Linked DNA regions of Rattus norvegicus: region 2 is linked to region 1. A link is a contact called in public Hi-C data. All regions are on one chromosome and are shown on one strand. Each heading gives the region's core, a stretch centred on a gene start, on an enhancer-like site or on the middle of the called end of the contact. The rest is flanking DNA. Distances are from core to core; before and after follow the strand shown. Region 1 overlaps Cdk19 (cyclin-dependent kinase 19). Region 2 has its middle 25 kb from the start of Slc22a16.

What was found. Hi-C and Micro-C count contacts between places; a contact is called where the count stands out from the background.
Region 2: a contact with region 1 is called in a Hi-C map of Schwann cells, with 3 times the contacts expected there. The contact joins two enhancer-like sites. A contact is called at or near these places in 3 of 12 Hi-C or Micro-C datasets (Schwann cells, hepatocytes and mammary epithelial cells) and 1 of 1 datasets of contacts at active chromatin or transcription factors (oligodendrocytes).

Annotation. Positions count from the first base shown.
Region 1 is chr20:45,346,461-45,349,160 of GRCr8, forward strand. All of the region lies in intron 1 of Cdk19 (cyclin-dependent kinase 19), which reads left to right. Among named protein-coding and RNA genes, the nearest start is that of Cdk19, 23 kb to the left of the region's middle. Within about 2 kb of position 1,446, at least 72 of the 93 cell types and tissues checked have an H3K27ac peak or open chromatin away from gene starts, as enhancers often do. A contact at or near this core is called in Schwann cells, where this site is marked.
Region 2 is chr20:45,500,473-45,503,172 of GRCr8, forward strand. No RefSeq gene overlaps it. Among named protein-coding and RNA genes, the nearest start is that of Slc22a16, 25 kb to the right of the region's middle. Within about 2 kb of position 1,254, at least 44 of the 93 cell types and tissues checked have an H3K27ac peak or open chromatin away from gene starts, as enhancers often do. A contact at or near this core is called in Schwann cells, where this site is marked.

The DNA.
Region 1 (2,700 bases), core at 196-2,695:
GCCTTTCTCTCGGCTGAGGGTGTGCAGCACCGGGCTGAGAGGGCGCCAGTGTTAAGACAAAGCTTCCTTCCACTTTCCTGTTCTTTGGTGAGACTTTGAGCACTGTTACATAAAGGGTCACATTCTTCTTCTAGTAGCTAGTAAACAGGTCTTGGAGGTTTCCTTCCTCTCAGGTTTTGGAGACTCTGTCTCACTTGTAGCTCAGATTGGCCTTGAATGTAAAGCTTCCAGCCTTCACCTCAATTCTCAGGTTACTGCCCAGTTTATCCTGGGTTATCCCTTTAAAAAATGCCTGTTATTAGAGAAGAGTGAAACAACATTACAGATCCAATTCTTTTACTTGATTAAGTGTTTAATATTTTATAGGAATGGTTTCTGAAAGTCCTGTTCCATGGTTATTTTGATTTTGCAGTATTGGACCAGAATTCATTTCGGCCTTCCTGCCTAGCATGCCTTACTCATCCCAGCATTGCCGCCCAAACTAAGCTCTGCCTTTGGAGTAGCTTTAGCTCCACAGTCCTCCCTCTCCCCCCTTCCTCTGCGTCTACGTCCTTCCAGGTGTGCTTTAAAATGTTCCCCGTATATGTTCAATAACTTCTGGTTCTTAGAGAATATGCCCTGGACTACAGGATTCCCCATATTTTATTTTGTGAGGTTTATTTTTCTATTTAATACCTTTTATTTTCCACGTGCATGTATTGGTTCTTTCACATAATTACAAAACAGTTGTTGTTTCAGTTCATAGGAATCCACACTTTTGTGTGGTTAGTTTTTCCAGCAGCAGACATTTTTTGAAGTATGTACAGTGATTCAAGCTCAGTCTGCCTTTGGGCTTTTCTTTTTGCATAATCAGTTGTAAAATAAATGATGATCTGTGTATTAGTGATACTTCATTGATTTTCTCATTGTCAGAGCTAAAGTCTGAGTTCCTTGGCAGATACGTAGACTTCCATAGGCATTTGACATTTTATGTTTTGGGCAGTGTAACACAAACTCTGCTCTTTGCCTCTGCTGTGTTGGGAGATTCCGGGAGGGGTTTGTGTATGGACCTCAAGTGTTGGAAGTTGTAGACTTTTCAGCAGAAAGTAAAGAGTGTTGCCTTTTGGTGTCTGTCAGTGTGTGTGCTGGGGTGGGATGTATCAAGTGAGAGCTTTCTGTGTTAAAGGATACAACAATTGGATCACTTTGATCACATCCACGATGCATTTTTATTCATTATTACTCAAGTCTGGAAAGAAAGAAAAGACTTGAGAGCTGCTAAGATAGCTCAGTGGGTGCAGCATTGGGTGCCAATAACTGCTGACTTTTAATCCCTGGGACCCGTGCAGTGGCGGGAGAGAGGCAGGTGGCCTTTGACTGCCACTGCACACTGCCGTTTGTGTGCTTGCTTGCGTGTACACCCACAGACCAGAGCAACAAAGATCAGGAAACTGTACAGAGCTGCAGAGTGACTTTCACTTTCTCTGACATTAAGTTTGGGAGTGATTAATAAGAGAGAACACTGGTATATTGTATAGTATGACTGTGCCATTTCTCAGACTTAGCTGCACTGTGGTTTCTTCTGGGAACTTGTCCAAGTCATTATTCATGTTGTATTCTTCCCTACTGCTCCTTTTACTGAAAGATTGCTTCACAGTAAATAGAGGCAGCCTAATCCATGACTCATGACTGGAGGATAGACATTCTGTGTCAGGTTCCATGTGCCAGAAATGCTAGTCTCCAGCATGCTAACTACCTCTCCTCCCAACTTGTTAATATGCTCTTCTCAAGTTTGTGCTTGTTTTAGTAGAGAAACAAACACATCCCACATACTTGTAAAATACGTTTTTATAGAGGCCTTTTTAATGAGTGGCTTTTAAAGAAAATAATGAAATTAGGATCAGAAATTCTGATATACCTTTCTTGGGCAATGTTTCTTTGACCAAAAAAAAGGGAATCATTTTGCCATCTATGTGCCAAATCTTATAAATACTACTTTTATGAATACGTAACTTTATGAACCTTCTCCACAGTACTGGAACAATTCCTCTAACAGTTGTGCATAGGCACACGCGTGCTGCACATCCCCGCGTGTGAGTGTGGGTGAGCGTGCATCCTGAGTGCTGGTTCTCGCCTGGCGCCCTGTTTGAGAGTCTCTTTTCCAGTTGATACCAGGCGTCCTGCCTGCTTTTCCAGCCCATCCACCAGCCTGGTGGTCTGTGAGTTCTGCAGAGTTTCTGCCTTTGTCTCCTACTTCTCTGTGGGCGCACAGGGATCGCAGATGTCACATAGCACATAGTCAGGCTTTTATAAGACTTCTGGGCATTTGAACTCACTCAGGTCTTCACTCTTGCATGTTTGTGTGGCCCCACTTCTACCTAGTGAGGCAGCCTTCTCAGGTGTAGTAGCTTTACTTTTGTTGGAAGCAGGGTACCAGGTCTCACTGTGTAAACCTGGCTGGCCTGGAACTTTCTGTGGTAGACTGTGTGGGACTCTAATTCTCAGAGATGCTTGTGCCTCTGTCCCTTTAATGCTGAGATTAACGTTGTGCATCAGCACATTTGGTTTAGATTCGTGCCTTAATAAAAGATCTGAGCAGCTAACATGTTTAACAATATATGTACTGCAAAGCATAGAGTTCATAGCAAGGTCAATTGTAGTAGATTCTGAATGAGCATTAGAATAGCTGTTTTCTAGCTTAATTTTATTAGATGTTTAGAG
Region 2 (2,700 bases), core at 4-2,503, 150 kb after region 1:
TCAACAATACAGGAAGACCCTGTCTCAAGACAAACCAATACAAGATAAGCCAGGTGTATTGGGCTATACCTTTAAACCCAGCACTCAGGAGATGGAAACAAGCAGACCTCTGGAAGCTCAAGGTCAGCCTGGTCTACACAGTGGGTTCCAGGCCATATAGAGGGACACAGTAAAACCACAACATAAGTAAAGAAGTAAATATGTGGGTCAGGTGCCTTTCCCACATCAGATGTAATGTGGCTGGGGTCCTCAAAGCCTTAGGACTTGGGCACTGTGCATAGCACAGCCTGTTGATGTTGTCTTTGCCCCAGTGGTCACTATACAGAATTGTGACATCAGTGGTCTAAACTTGAAACTCCTTTTCAAGACCTTTCCCAGCCCCTATAGCTATAAAATAGTCAGGAGTCAAAAAGGGAACTTTTCCGTGGTCAGTGGTCTGTAAGTTAAGTTAATGTCGTACACAGTTCTTCTGATTCTGATTATCATGCTTTCAGTATAGCCCCCTCTGTGTGAATAAATACGCAAGAATCGCAGAAGCAGCAGAAAGGACAGAAGATACAGCGTACAGTGAGCTGGAGGAGTCTACCTTCTCTTCTGCCTTTAGTTCTGTCATTGGCTTGATGCTGCTGCTTTGGGACCTGGGCACAGTCGGGCCCTGTGTGCAGTCTGTCCTTCGTGCTAACCTCTTGTCATGACTTTGTGTACATTCTCTGGCTCTGGATGCCACAGTGCAGCTACTGTCCCCTGAGCCTTTGCAGTTCTCATCAGCCACACACTGCTCCATTCGTTTGCCAAGCTGATGCAGATTCTTGGGTCTTGGGTTAGCCCACATTCTCCCACATGTCTTGGGTTAGTCCACACTCTCCCACCCTACAGAAAGCCTACGATCTCTTTGCTCCCGTTGCCTCAGATCCTCATCATGCTTCCTCTTGCGCCTCCTGCTCTCAGCTCTCTTGGCAGCTGGGGGCACACTCTATCTGACCGTAGACAATGGAGTCTAGCAAAGGATGGGTGATCTATGGTGAATGTTTACATAAGACAGAATGTGGAGATTAAAAGAGAGAGAGAGAGGAAAAAAAGAAGACAGAGCTAAAGGTTTCCAGAAGCAGGCAGTTCACGCTCTGCCAAGGGGAGAAGTAGTCTGGGAGACAGGCTGGGGGGAATTGAATGGAGGCCGTGGGACTGGGGAAGCAGGGTTGTTAAGGATGGAGTCTCTCATGTTGTAACCTGTGACTAATGCATTAGTCAGGCGGAGCACGTGGAAACTACACAATATGGCTTAGAAAAACATCTCAGTTCTCAAGAATAGCCTCCCAGCCAGACAATGCTGGAAGTAATTGAGAGTGGGGAGCTCATTGTGATTACTGCTCTCTGACATTGTAAACCACCAATCACTCAGCTGCTTCCTGAGTTCCCAGCGTCGGGAGCGCAGAAGCCCGTCTTTGTCTGTCAACTCGGGGAATGTTAACCTCCTATTAAATCTGTTTTTCTCAGAAAAAGATCCCTGGAGTATGTTCCAAAGGAAGCTTAAGCTTCGCACTACCTTGGAGCGCTCATTTTCTTGCCCGTACATAATGTTTACTTCAAAAATTTCATTGTGTTCTACTCGTTCTTAAAAGGGGTTGGGCGTGGTGCGTGTCACCCATTTCTCTCTCTCTCTTCTCACATTGAAGCTCACCTTACACAGGATTCTGGGATCTGAATGGGTTCTGCTGACAATCCAGTTGTTTTCTTTGCAGGAGATCGATCTTGCTTTTCTTATTTCCCTTAACGTCTTCCTTTTGAGTTTGGTGACATTGCAGTTTTAAATGACCGTCTCTGTCCGTCGTACAGGTTCATGGGGCAATGTCGGTCAGTGGAGTTTCTGATGTGCGTGCAGCTGTGGCCTACATCAGTTCTGGAAACTCATTTATCTTTTTTTTTTTTTTTTCGGAGCTGGGGACCGAACCCAGGACCTTGCACTTGCTAGGCAAGCGCTCTACCACTGAGCTAAATCCCCAACCCCCTCATTTATCTTTTTTCTTTGTCCAAATCTCGCCTTTTCTCTGATCTCACTCCTCTTTCCTGGATGCTAGGTTGGGCATGTATTAAGAAGAGCTCCCGTTGTGCTCCAGGTCTTAAGCCTTCTTTCACATTTTCTGTCTTCTCGCCTCGCTGTGTCATATTGTGGGTGATTTTCAGACACAGCTAATGACTTTCTTTTCAACTCTGTCTTTCTCTCTCTCTCCTCTCTCTCTCTCTCTCTCTCTCTCTCTCTCTCTCTCTCTCTCTCTCTCTCTCTGCTATTTAGTGTTCTTTGATTCTAAACTGATTTTTACATGGAAGACCGGAGGTTGCGAAACGTAAGCTCTCACACCTTTCAGGAGGCCCAGGTCTCCGTGGGGACTGATTTCCACCTCACCTCCTTCTGTCCCGATTTTTTTCTCACTGCACATTTCTTGGACTTTGGAACGTTTCTCTTCTCTGTGAGAGCAGCTGTGCACTAAAACCACACTGTGTGTCAGAGCATCTTGCATCGTGGTGGGACATCCTTCAGGGACTTGGCTCTGGCGTAATCGTGGGAGTGGAGGCCGTATATGCAGAATGTCCCGGGCCATGTAGGCATAGTGGCAAGATACACATCAGCCAGCGTCATGGTCCTCGCATCAAATATTTGCGAAGAAAACAGTTATACAGGAAATGAGAACCGTTCATCTGCTC